Linked DNA regions of Mus musculus: region 1 is linked to region 2. The links are chromatin contacts, called in public Hi-C maps. All regions are on one chromosome and are shown on one strand. The core of a region is the stretch at or near the end of the contact, and the rest is flanking DNA. Distances in the headings are between cores, read along the strand shown. Region 1 overlaps Dlg2 (discs large MAGUK scaffold protein 2). Region 2 overlaps Dlg2 (discs large MAGUK scaffold protein 2).

Region 1 (5,852 bases), core at 3,202-5,701, 200 kb after region 2:
CCTATTGCTAACCAGGCAAAAACTCATATACATAAAATAATTTTTTAAACTTAAAAGAAAATTGCAGTCAATAGCCTCAACAACTGATAGGTCAAACAGATAATGATTATATAAACAGTAAGACATGGTTTGTTTGCTTTTTCTTTTTTGCCCCAGTCAAACAAAAATAAGATAAAGCACAGAAGATGGGGGAAGCTTCAGGTTACAGAAGAAAACTAAGTGGCTTTTAGGGCCCCGAAATAAGTATGACCAAAATACAATCTTACTGCAGAACATTGTAAACAGGATACCAAAAGTACAAAACAATTTTTTAAGCTGCTAGAAAAATGGCAAGATGATTATCATAGACTAACAGTAGATTTCTAGACAAAAATTCTATTGTGTAAGAAGGAACACAGTAAGATGGCCCAAGTTGGAAGACAAAAAAACCTGTACCTAGCAAGATTAGCCTTTAAAAATTAAAGAGAAATGGATACTCAGCAGAAGCAGGAAACATGGAGGTATTCATGACTGCTAGGCTTCACAGAAGCCAAAAGAGGATAAAAACAAAACCTAAGCCAGGTGTGCTGATGCCTGCTGTAACCTCAGCATTTCAGAGCTATTGAAAGTTCCAGGACAGCCTGAACCACAAATCAAGACTCTACATGGAGACAGGCTAAGTAAGGAAAGACAAAGAACATCACTATATAGTACTTTAGGGAGTAATTCAAGAAGAATATATAAAGATTGTACATCTACGTGCAACTAATGTCAGAGGGCTCACTTTTATAAGCCTGGCTCTGAAATAATGGCAATAGAGACATGAGTGAGGCTCAACTACAATAGCAGTTAGAGATGTAAAGTCAGGCTCTAATACAGTAGTAGTAGAGATATCAACACCCTACTTCCATCAATGGAATAAGATCATCCAGACCAAAAAGAAAAAACAAAATCAATGGAGTTAAACTATATTATTAGTCAAATCGATAGAACAGACATTCACAAAACAATTCTACTCAAATTCAAAGCCATAGAAATGTTACTCTGGATGTGTCATGAAAATGAAGAACACTGGAAGCAAACATTAAAAGAAATTTTATAAATGAAGAGAGGATTGACTCCAGAAAAAAATGTAAATATCCCCCTAAAGTAATTGAAGTTAACAATGCAACAAACCAAGGATATAACAAAGGAAAGGAAAGGAAAGGAAAGGAAAGGAAAGGAAAGGAAAGGAAAGGAAAGGAAAGGAAAGGAAAGGAAAGGAAAGGAAAACTAACAGTGAGCAGCCACTTAAGAAAGAAAAGAAAAAAAAAAAAAAAAAAAAAAAAAAAACAATGTCCAATAAGTAACCAAACAACTTACTAACTAGAGAAGCAAGAACACCAAGTAAGATTAGTAGGAGGAAACAAATAACAAATGCGGTTGTGAGAATGTGAGAAGCGCATGCTACAGAGACAACAGGGACAATACAAAGGATTCCTAAACCAAAGAGTTAGCTTTTAAAAAGTAAAATTGACAGAATTTAAACTAGACTCAACAAGAAAAGAGAGATGACGTCACTAAAAGTCAGAGGTGAGTCAGGAGACACCCCATCCTATGCCCCTCAGAAATGCAAAGGAACATTGGAAATTTTAAGGAAAAACTGTATGATAATAAATGAGAAAATCTCTATGACAAGGAAATTTCTCTGGATACATATGGCTGCTTATCAAAATTAAACTGTGAGAACATAAAAACTTTGAATACAGCAATCACAATCAATGATACCTAAACTGATAATAAAATGTCTCCCAAAGGGGGCTTATGAGACCCCACTTCTCTCTAAAGATCCAGAGACAATTAATGGTTGCAGGGGAGATAGAAAGAAAGTTTCTTCAGTGTTGTAGTCACTTGTAAGCTTCCCCTACTCTTGCAAATAACACTTTAACTGTGCTTCTATAATCAGCCCTATTCAAACTCACTAAGTAGAAGAGGAGTGTTGGGAAGAGAAAGAGACTTATTGGCCATTGGAGTGAAACGAGGGAGGATAAAAAAAGACTGATTATGATTAAAATATATTGAAGAGTCAAAAAATGGTAAGATTTCTTATGCTCATGGACTAGAGAAATTAATATTGCTACAATGTCCACACTACCTATCCTCAGAAATCTTGATTGCCAATTTGATGGAATTTAGAATCACCATGGCAACAAACCTCCTGGCAGGTCTGCAAGAGATTATTCAGACCAGTTTAATTGATATGGAACCATGGTTCCCTGGTGTCCCAGACTGAATGAAAGGAGAAAAGGCTGAACCCCAGCAGTCACCCCTCTCTGTTTCCTATCTATGACCAGCTGCTTCCTGCTCCAGCCACCATGACTTCTCTGCCATGATGGATTTCATTTGCTTCTGCCTGCTATTGTGTTGGAGCAACAAGAAAAGTAAATAATATACAACCCAAAGTCACAATACAGATAAAGTACAATCCCTATCAAAATATGAAAGATTCTTCACAAAGTTGAAGTAATTTAATCCTAAAAGTTATATGGAAACACACACATAAGAAAAGGAAAAACAAGCCGGGCAGTAGTGGCACATGCCTTTAATTGCGGCACTTGGGAGGCAGAGGCAGGCGAATTTCTGATTTCGAGGACAGCCAGGGCTATACAGAGAAACCCTGTCTCAAAAAAACAAAAACAAAAACAAAAAAAGAAAAAGAAAAGAAAAGGAAGAACAGCCAAAGCAAAAAGAACAAAGAATCCAATTCCCAAGTTCAAGAGATAGAGTACAGCCAGATTAATTAAAGCAACAATGATTTTGATTTAGACCAAATATCAGACACACAGGCCAATGGAACAGGCTAGGTTTGCTGAAATAAACCAACACATTAGAGCCAACTGTTCTCAATAAAAGTACCCAAAATACTGAAAAAAAAAAAGATAGTTTATTCAATACTCCTTTATCATACGTTTTAAACTGGATACCTTCATGCAGAAATATGAAACATAACCTCATTTTATCCTGTATAGATAGATATCTTGTGAGAGGGGATTGTGGAGCTAAATGGGAGACCAGAAATTCCTTAACTTCTAGGGGAAAAAAAGGACTTCAAGATATTATATAAGGCCTTAATGACCCAGAAAACATTTTTTTCCTAATGGATAGATAAAATTACATCAAACTAAAAGGTTTGTACACAGCAAAGGAAGTGCTAGGAGGATAAAAAGGCAAAGAAATGCTGGTATTGTGTAGGGAGAATGAGAACAATCATAGCCATTGTGAGCAAAACTTAAAGACCAAAGCCAGGGCCTGGGGAGATGGCAGTTAGGAGTTCTTCCGGCTCCTGAGTAAGACCCGAGTTGGATTGCCAGCACCTATAACTGTCAGCACCTGTAACTCCAGCTCCATGGAATCTAATGTCTCTGACCTCTGCCAGCACCTAAAGATGTCCACATACCCGACACAAACACACATGCATACACTTAATTAAAAACAATAAATCTTGAAAACTAAAACTAGATCTACTTGAACTATCTGTCCTACTGCTAGCTACATATTCAAGAGATAAAATCAACCTATCAAAGAAATTTTTCCAGTCTATGGTACTCATGGCAATGTTACTAATAGCTAAGATATAGAATCAACCTAGATGTGTGAAGCAAATAAAGAAAATCTAAGATAGATAGATAGATAGATAGATAGATAGATAGATAGATAGATAGATAGATTGATTACCTATCATCTGGAGCAAAATGAATGGACCCAGGGGATGTTACATAGGTGATATAAGCTGTTCACACTAAGACAAGTTCTACATATTCATTTTCAAACATTAGAAAGTACTTACCTCAAAGAATAGTAATTACTAAGAACCAAGGAATGTGTTTGACTAGGCAAGGGTAGAAAGAGTACACTTGACTTGATCAGTGCACATAATAAGCATATCTGGAAATATCATGTTGAACCCTGTTAATAGATAGAATTGAAACCTTCACAAATATAACATGAGGAAGTTTAATGTCCGAGAACATACTAGAATATTCTAGTTTCTTCTTCCCAGCAGGTAGACTATCCAGCTATATGGATTGTTTCTAGAAAGCAACCTAGAAAGCTGCCATCTATTTTCCTCTTTGAACATGTAAACACAGCCTGCATTGACTGAGAAGAATACTGGCTAGTGCATAATGAAACAGCATTACACCTTTCATGTAATCAATGTGCTTCTCAGCTAGCAACCCTTGGATGTATTCCTTAAGCGATAAGGCATGAAACATCCTGGTGTGTTTCCCATAAGTATTCAAGCATTCTCTGAACTCTTCATATTACACAGATAATGTACACTTTCCATGTTTTACTGACTTAGGATGGTGCCTATCTACATAAACATACATTGTCTTGTGTAAAGATCTCTTAGCCTCAAAGTAATAAGGCCATTTCTCCCCAGGAGGTAGGATGAAATGTGGCAAATCATTGTACTTTCCCAGAAATATTTTATGAAGTAGCTCCCGGCACTGAGCATCCACAGCTTTGGAGGCCAAGTTAAATGAGGTGTGTTATAAAGGAGTAGGCTTTCTATATCGGTTAACAAGCAACTGTACATACTCACTGAAAGAGTCAGCATTGAACCATATAAAACAGGAGGTTTCTTCTGTGTCTGCCTTCTATCATGTATGTATCAAGATAGAATGCACATAAGCCCTGAATGAGTGTATAGAATTGCTCAAGGCCCCTATGATCACCATTCCTCCAGGTTTAACATTGGTTAAAATGATGAAATGTCTACTCCGACTATCAGTTCTACACATGCTCAAAAGCTGGGCTTCAGTCTTCCTACTAGGGAATTTGGGGTCATTGGTCAATAGTCACTAAGGTTTAGTCTTTTCTCCTGTAAAACACAGTCGGTAATACCTACCTTATACTTCAAATTATTCTTCCAAGTGGGATTTTTTTCCCAGTCTTTAGAAACCTAATGCTTCATACCTGTGTCTAAAACATGCTTTATTTTATTTCATTGGACACTGGCCATTTTTCTTGATATTTTTAACCTGGTATATTTCCTATTTTTCTGCCAGGGCAAGCACTGTATACTTGATGTATCAGGAAATGCTATTAAGCGGTTACAAGTCGCCCAGCTCTATCCCATTGCCATCTTCATAAAGCCCAAGTCTCTGGAACCTCTGATGTAAGTAGAGAATAAATCCCCATCTAGAACCCTGCTCTGAACACACAGCAAGCAACAGCAGTTTGTCATAAAGGCTTTCAGATAGGAATGCCAGTGCGATCATTAAGCATTTCCCTTTTTTAACATATAGATAATAGATTTATAAAGTATTATTTTGTATTATATTATTGTATGCTTATATTATTTTATATTGTTAAATATATTTACTATATAATTTTGTTATAAATATGTTATACATCTTATTTATAAATATTATTTATATATTTTATATTATCAGATATATACTTAATTGAATATATATTAAGCTTTTTGAGTCAATAACTCTTCACTACTTTACAAATTGTTTTCACCTTCACATTTTCTATTTGTTAGCAGCTTCATTTGGTCTAAGAGGTTTATGGAGGGATTGGGCAGTTATTTTAGTTTCCATTTTAGTTTTTATCAATCACAGAAGACTATCATCTTTGTATTGTTTCTTAACTTTGAGAACAGTTTCACAGGTAAATCTTGAAATGAGTTATTTTGTTTTTTATAAAGAATACAAAGAGTGTTTCAGAATTTTCCATTGACATTCCACATTGCCTTTAATAAAATTCTGACTCTGCCTTAAGACATGCAGACACTGGTTCTTCACAGAGCCTTCCCTAGGGACATGACTATATCCTTAATTCATCACTCCACATCTATATAAATACGTAAGCGTGGGAACAAC
Region 2 (5,852 bases), core at 847-3,346:
TGGTTTCCTGGAGCTTCTGTTGGCTTTTGCTTTCAACTTTCCCCCTATTAAGTGAGAGTACAAAACTGGTGTAAAAGTGTCAGACTAAAAGCTTTTCAAATGCCACTCTGGAATGGACAACAATTTGATCCACCAAGGATAAGCACTGCTTTTCTTTACATCCAAAGACATCGATTTACTTTGGCAGGCAATTTGGGGGCCAACTGGATTTAAACCCTTTGCCATTTATCATTTATGCCATTGGAAGGCATGATGGCTTGAAGGAACCATGGCGAATTTCAGGTGTGTTCTCTGTGCCTGTAGTTTTAAGTTCTGGTTTGAAACCTGTGGGGCTGGGTACAATTAGAAAGTGCAAGAAGTAGCCTTGCTTTACAAGCTGGCTTGAAGCCAGCCCCAGACTCCTCAGCTCCATGTGACCAAATGGCTATTATCACACTCCTTTTCAAGGATTCATTCTCTAAATCCCTCCTTTTCAACTTGTGTTGTGGTTGAAACAAAGACCTACCTAGGAGGAATTATCAGTTAGGAGTTCCAGGCAGCAGATCTCTGTAATTATTAAAAACCAGGAATTGTGCGTGTGTGTGTGTGTGTGTGTGTGTGTGTGTGTGTGTGTGTGTGCATGTGTGTGTGTTTTAAAGCAATGAGAATCAAACAATAGGTATTTTTTTTCTTGTATTTTTGTAGTTGTTACCTTTATTTTCACAAGGTTTTCTATTTGGAATGTCTTAGGAAGTATTCCCCGCAACTGAACCTTGCAACCTTTGATGTTTTTCTGTTTGTTTGTTTTGTTTTGTTTTGTTTTGTTTTTGCCATACAGTAAATATAGGCATTCCTTTCTATTTCAGAAAAAGGTCAGTGTTATAACTTATATTCAGGAATTAGCTATGCTTCATCCCTATGCAAGTATATGGCACAATAAATATTTAGTAGATAGAGTGTCTAGATTAAAATGTCTACTCAGTCTGAAACAGAGAAATAAAATAATTGCTCTGATGACTAACATTATATGCTATATTTATACTATATGTATTTTTCTTAGAAGAGATGGTGATAAGGATGGACAGGGAAATAAAGACATAAAGACAAAATTGTCCATTTGATTTCTACATTGGTAACTCTTGACAAGGCAAATATTAAATGGAGGTGCACTGCTTATTTTTATTTTCAATTTATGTGTCATATAAACTTTTATAACATGGATTGTTTATGTACTTAGGGAAGGTGAGGAAAAGCAGATTAAATGAGCTTGGGAAATGACTAATTCTAAATTGAGAAGAGCAAACATTGCAAGGAGAATAAAGTCCAATGTTAAAAATGTACAAAATAATTGATAAAGAGATGAGCTCTGACCTGAGTGATGCAGTCACTTACTTGATATGGTTTCTTTATTGCCTGTTATGAAGTGCTTATGAAATATGAACTAAGTATGAGAAGAAAAGGTCTGCTAGGTGACAATATTGCACAATATTGGAAATATGAATCCTTGAGCTCAGAAAGCTTATAATGTGAGGCCTGGATGGCTATGTGAGCCTGCAGTTCTATGGGAGAGTCCTACCTTACCATGGCATGAGCAGGTCACATTGCTTTCTGCTGCAATGAACAAAAATCATGACTAAAACCGATTTGTTCAATAAAGCACATATTGGTGGTTGTAACTTAAAAGTACAACAGTCAGTCAGACCATGTTTAAGAGGTCATACCCTATGGCTTGCAATGCTTTCAAGGAACCCATTTCTTTTGGTTTTGCTGTGTTGCTGGTCTTGCTCCATTTCAAGAGTGAGCGATTTACCTTTGATAGCTCTAGGATTGTTCTAAGGACTCCCAGACAGCTTGTTTACATGGTCACATCTAGTCCAAAACAAATTTTGTCAGTGGTCCCTAGAATTCACTTTGAGTGGGCTGGTTTATATCTATTCTGAACCCAAGAGTAAATCATTTGCCTCATTCTGAAATTTAGAATAAAGGTAGCCTTCCTAGGGCTTTACAAGTCTCTAAATGACATTTTTCAGCTGTTGCTGTGACTTAGGTTTGGTGAGGATGGTAGAGAAGCTGTCAATAGGTTTGGGACATCCACAACTTGTTAACTACAAAACACATAATTAACAAATGTCCTCTCCAGTCAGTACATAGAATAATATAGTGAGAGCCAACCATATCAGATGGTGCTTAATGTCCATAAATCAACTTCCAGGATGAGTAGGGGCTTTCCAGAGAATAAGACTGAGAAAGTTGAGGTGCAGCTCAGCAAAAGAGTGCTTGCCTAGAACACAAACCTCCAGGTTTGATTCCCCAGCATTGAAAATTTAAATAAAAGAAAAAGATAAGCTTCAAGGCACAGAATATAATCCTTTTGTGTTCACGGATACCATCCAGGTAGCTGTTACCCTGGCACTATTACAAGACTCACCAGCCAGAAGCCATCTGTCCCAAAATGTAATGAGCAGAAAACCTGAAGTATCAACTTCACCAAAACTGGCTATTTGACTCTACCATAGACAAATACTCTCATGTTCTTTCCCTCGCTCTCTCCCTCCCTCCCTCCCTTCCTTTTTCCCTCCCTCCCCTCCCTCACCTCCCCTCCACTTCCCCCCACTCTCTCTCTCCTCAGTATAAATGCATGTTTGGACTCAACTCAATGTGAACCTTAACATTTTTGTCCCAAGGTTCAGAGTGATAGTATTTTAGAGCTGGCTATACCATCTTCATCCTTATCACTGCACTTTCCCCTCTTAATGAAACCTACAGAAAATGGTTCCTAACTCACACAGTACCGCAAATGCTTTTGGATTTTGGTGTCATGAAACTAAGGGTATTAACATGTAAGATGAATGGGAGGATTCGCTGAGTGATACATATGATGTGTATCATATTGAGAATGACATACAGCAGAATGAAATATTTTTTATCCAAATACAAATGTTCCATGGAAAATCAGACTTAACTCTGATCTCTGCAGTATGTATAATTTATATATTTTATAAGTTCTGTTTTTGACAATACTCATCTTTTTTTTTCCCCCATTGAGTAAGTAAACTTGTTTTCTTGATGAAGTTATTAGAAGTGGACTCGGTTTTGCAAATTGTATCTTGGGTGTTCTATGTTTCTGGGCTAATATCCACTTATCAGTGAGTGCATATCTAATGACTTCTTTTGTGACTGGGTTACCTCACTAAGGATGATATCCTCCAGATACATCCATTTGTCCAAGAATTTCATAAATCCATTGTTTTTAATAGCTGAGTAGTATTCCATTTGTAAATGTACCACATTTTCTGTATCCATTCTTCTGTTGAGGGACATCTGGGTTCTTTCCAGCTTCTGGCTATTATAAATAAGGCTGCAATAAACATAGTGGAGCATGTGTTCTTATTACCAGTTGGAACTTCTTCTGGGTATATGCCCAGGAATTTGCAAAACACAAGAAAATCAAGAAGAGGGAAGACCAATGGGTGGATACTTCATTCCTCCTTAGAACAGGAAACAAAATACCCATGAAAGGAGTTACAGAGACAAAGTTTGGAGCTAAGACAAAAGGATGGACTATCCAGAGACTACTCCACCTGGGGATTCATCCCATAGTCAGCCACCAAACCCAGACACTATTGCATATGGCAGAAAGATTTTGCTGAAGGGACCCTGTTATAGCTGTCTCATATGAGGCTATGCTAGTGCCTGGCAAATACAAAAGTGGATTCTCACAGTCATCTATAAGATGGAGCACAGGTCCCCCAGTGGAGAAGCTAGAGAAAGCACCCAAGGAGCTGAAGGGGTCTGCAACCCTATAGGTGGAACAGCAATATGAACTAACCAGTACCCCCCAGAGCTTGTATCTCTAGCTGCATATGTAGCAGAAGATGGCCTAGTTGGCCATCACTGGGAAGAGGGAAGAGAGGCCCCTTGGTATTGCAAACTTTATATGCCCCAGTACAGGGGAATGCCAGGGCCAAGAAGCGGGAGTAGGTGGGTAGGGGAGCGAGGTGGAGGGAGGGTATAGGAAACTTTCAGGATAGCATTTGAAATGTATATGAAGAAAATATCTAATAAAAAATAAGAAGCAAATAAATAAACTCTTCCTTAAAAAAAAAAAAAAAAAAAAAAAAAAAAAGAAGTGGACTTGGGAACAGTTTCCCACCCAAATGTCTGATTCCCAAATTCAGTGAGCGGACTTCGGGTCACTTCACAAAGAAGAGATTATGAGGCTGTTTCCTATCTGTAGGGAATCAGATCCATTTTGCTCATGATCTGCTAGCATGGTGAAGCATCCTTCACTGCTGTGGCTTCTCTAGGTGCTGTCTGTCCACCTACCTGGTGTCCAAGCTTCTAAAACCTCATTCACGTATCCAGCCTCTGTTCAGAAAACATTCAGGAAGGCAGGAAACAAAACCAAAGGACAATCTTCTTGCCATTTGCTCAGATCAGCAGCCTGGTGCAGGCAACATGTCTCCCGTGTAGCTGTGTCGGCGAGGACCCTAAGACTTAAAGAGGAGGATTCAGCAGCCACGTAGACAGTGCTCTCCAGAATGCTGGCATTTCATTTCAGATTCACTTGCAAGTAAAGGTCAAAATGCAACACCATGGAAGGGTAATAGCTGATGTCCATTTCAAAGCACAGCCCATCACACATAAGCTTTCAAAGGTCTAAGGTTATCCCACAGATAACCTCAGGACAGCCTTGCTGTCCTGTAGTATAAACCTGATACAATCTTCCTTATCTTCTTCTAGAGCTTTCTTGTACAAGTCAAGAGCCACTGAAACTGTTTCTTGGCTAATATTCTTAGATCTGGTAATTACAGTGAGCTGGGGGTAAGGCGGAGAAAGACCAGAGGCCAGGACTCATATTCCAGCAATGTACAGTGCTTCTGGTTCTTAAAATAGTGAAGTACAGAGCACCCTGCTTGGTACTAGCTTCTATGTAGAACCCTAAGAGTGTCCCTTTCCCTGCTACTTCAGGCACCCAAGCTCCCAGAATTTATATATATATATATACACACATATATATACATATATGTGTGTGTATAAATGTGTATATATGTATGTATATATGTGTATATATATGTGATATATATATATATATGTGATATATATATATATACACACACACACACACACACATATATATATCCATAGTTAAGAACTGAAATGTTAATGTACTGCTGATTATTAAATACAGAGTAAATACAGAGGCAGGAATTTTAGGTAAGTCTGCCTTATGTTTTAAGTAGAACAGTTTCATTTGGGTATGATAATAACAACATTCAAATGAAGAAATAATGTACAACTAAACACTAAGATGTTTTCCAAACACACTCTCTCTCTCTCTCTCCCTCTCTCTCTCTCTCTCTGTATGTGTATGTGTGCATGAGCGTGTGCACATTCATGTGGCTGTGAATGCTTCTGTGTATGCAGGCTGGAGGCTGACATGAGGAGTGTTTCCTGATTGCTTTTCACCCTATTCATTGAGGCAGAGCCCCTCAATTACAGCTAGAGTTATGGCCTAGTCTACCTTGTCGGCTTGATCTATGGATCTCCCTGTATCCATCTTCTTAGTGCTGGAATTATTGGCAGGCTGCTCAGCTACCTGACAGTTGTGTGGTCCTGGGCATCTGAACTCTGGTTCTTCTGTGTTCTTTAGAGATGATTACGAGGATGTTGTTTGAGACTGTCTGGAAGATTGGCTAAGAAGTGGATAGCACAGGAGTAATGAATAGTGGCAGGCTTTGCAGTTTTTAGTCATTTGACAAATATTAACAACATTTCTAATTAGAAAATTAAGTGTGTGTAAGTGTGTGTAAGTGTGTGTGTGTGTGTGTGTGTGTGTGTGTGTGTGTGTGTGTAAGTCAGAGAACAACTTG

What was found. A called contact is a pair of places that touch in the nucleus more often than the background predicts.
Region 1: a contact with region 2 is called in a Hi-C map of cerebellar granule neurons, with 2.2 times the contacts expected there. The contact joins two enhancer-like sites. A contact is called at or near these places in 2 of 484 Hi-C or Micro-C datasets (cerebellar granule neurons and cerebellum), 1 of 115 datasets of contacts at active chromatin or transcription factors (forebrain) and 1 of 9 other capture datasets (pancreatic islet).

What each region holds. Positions count from the first base shown.
Region 1 is chr7:92,432,935-92,438,786 of GRCm38.p6, forward strand. Dlg2 (discs large MAGUK scaffold protein 2) reads left to right here. Exons shown (of 23, transcript NM_011807.3): 21 at 5,031-5,140. Among named protein-coding and RNA genes, the nearest start is that of Ccdc90b, 130 kb to the right of the region's middle. Within about 2 kb of position 4,452, at least 1 of the 459 cell types and tissues checked has an H3K27ac peak or open chromatin away from gene starts, as enhancers often do. A contact at or near this core is called in cerebellar granule neurons, where this site is marked.
Region 2 is chr7:92,238,710-92,244,561 of GRCm38.p6, forward strand. All of the region lies in intron 13 of Dlg2 (discs large MAGUK scaffold protein 2), which reads left to right. Among named protein-coding and RNA genes, the nearest start is that of 4930567K12Rik, 120 kb to the left of the region's middle. Within about 2 kb of position 2,097, at least 2 of the 459 cell types and tissues checked have an H3K27ac peak or open chromatin away from gene starts, as enhancers often do. A contact at or near this core is called in cerebellar granule neurons, where this site is marked.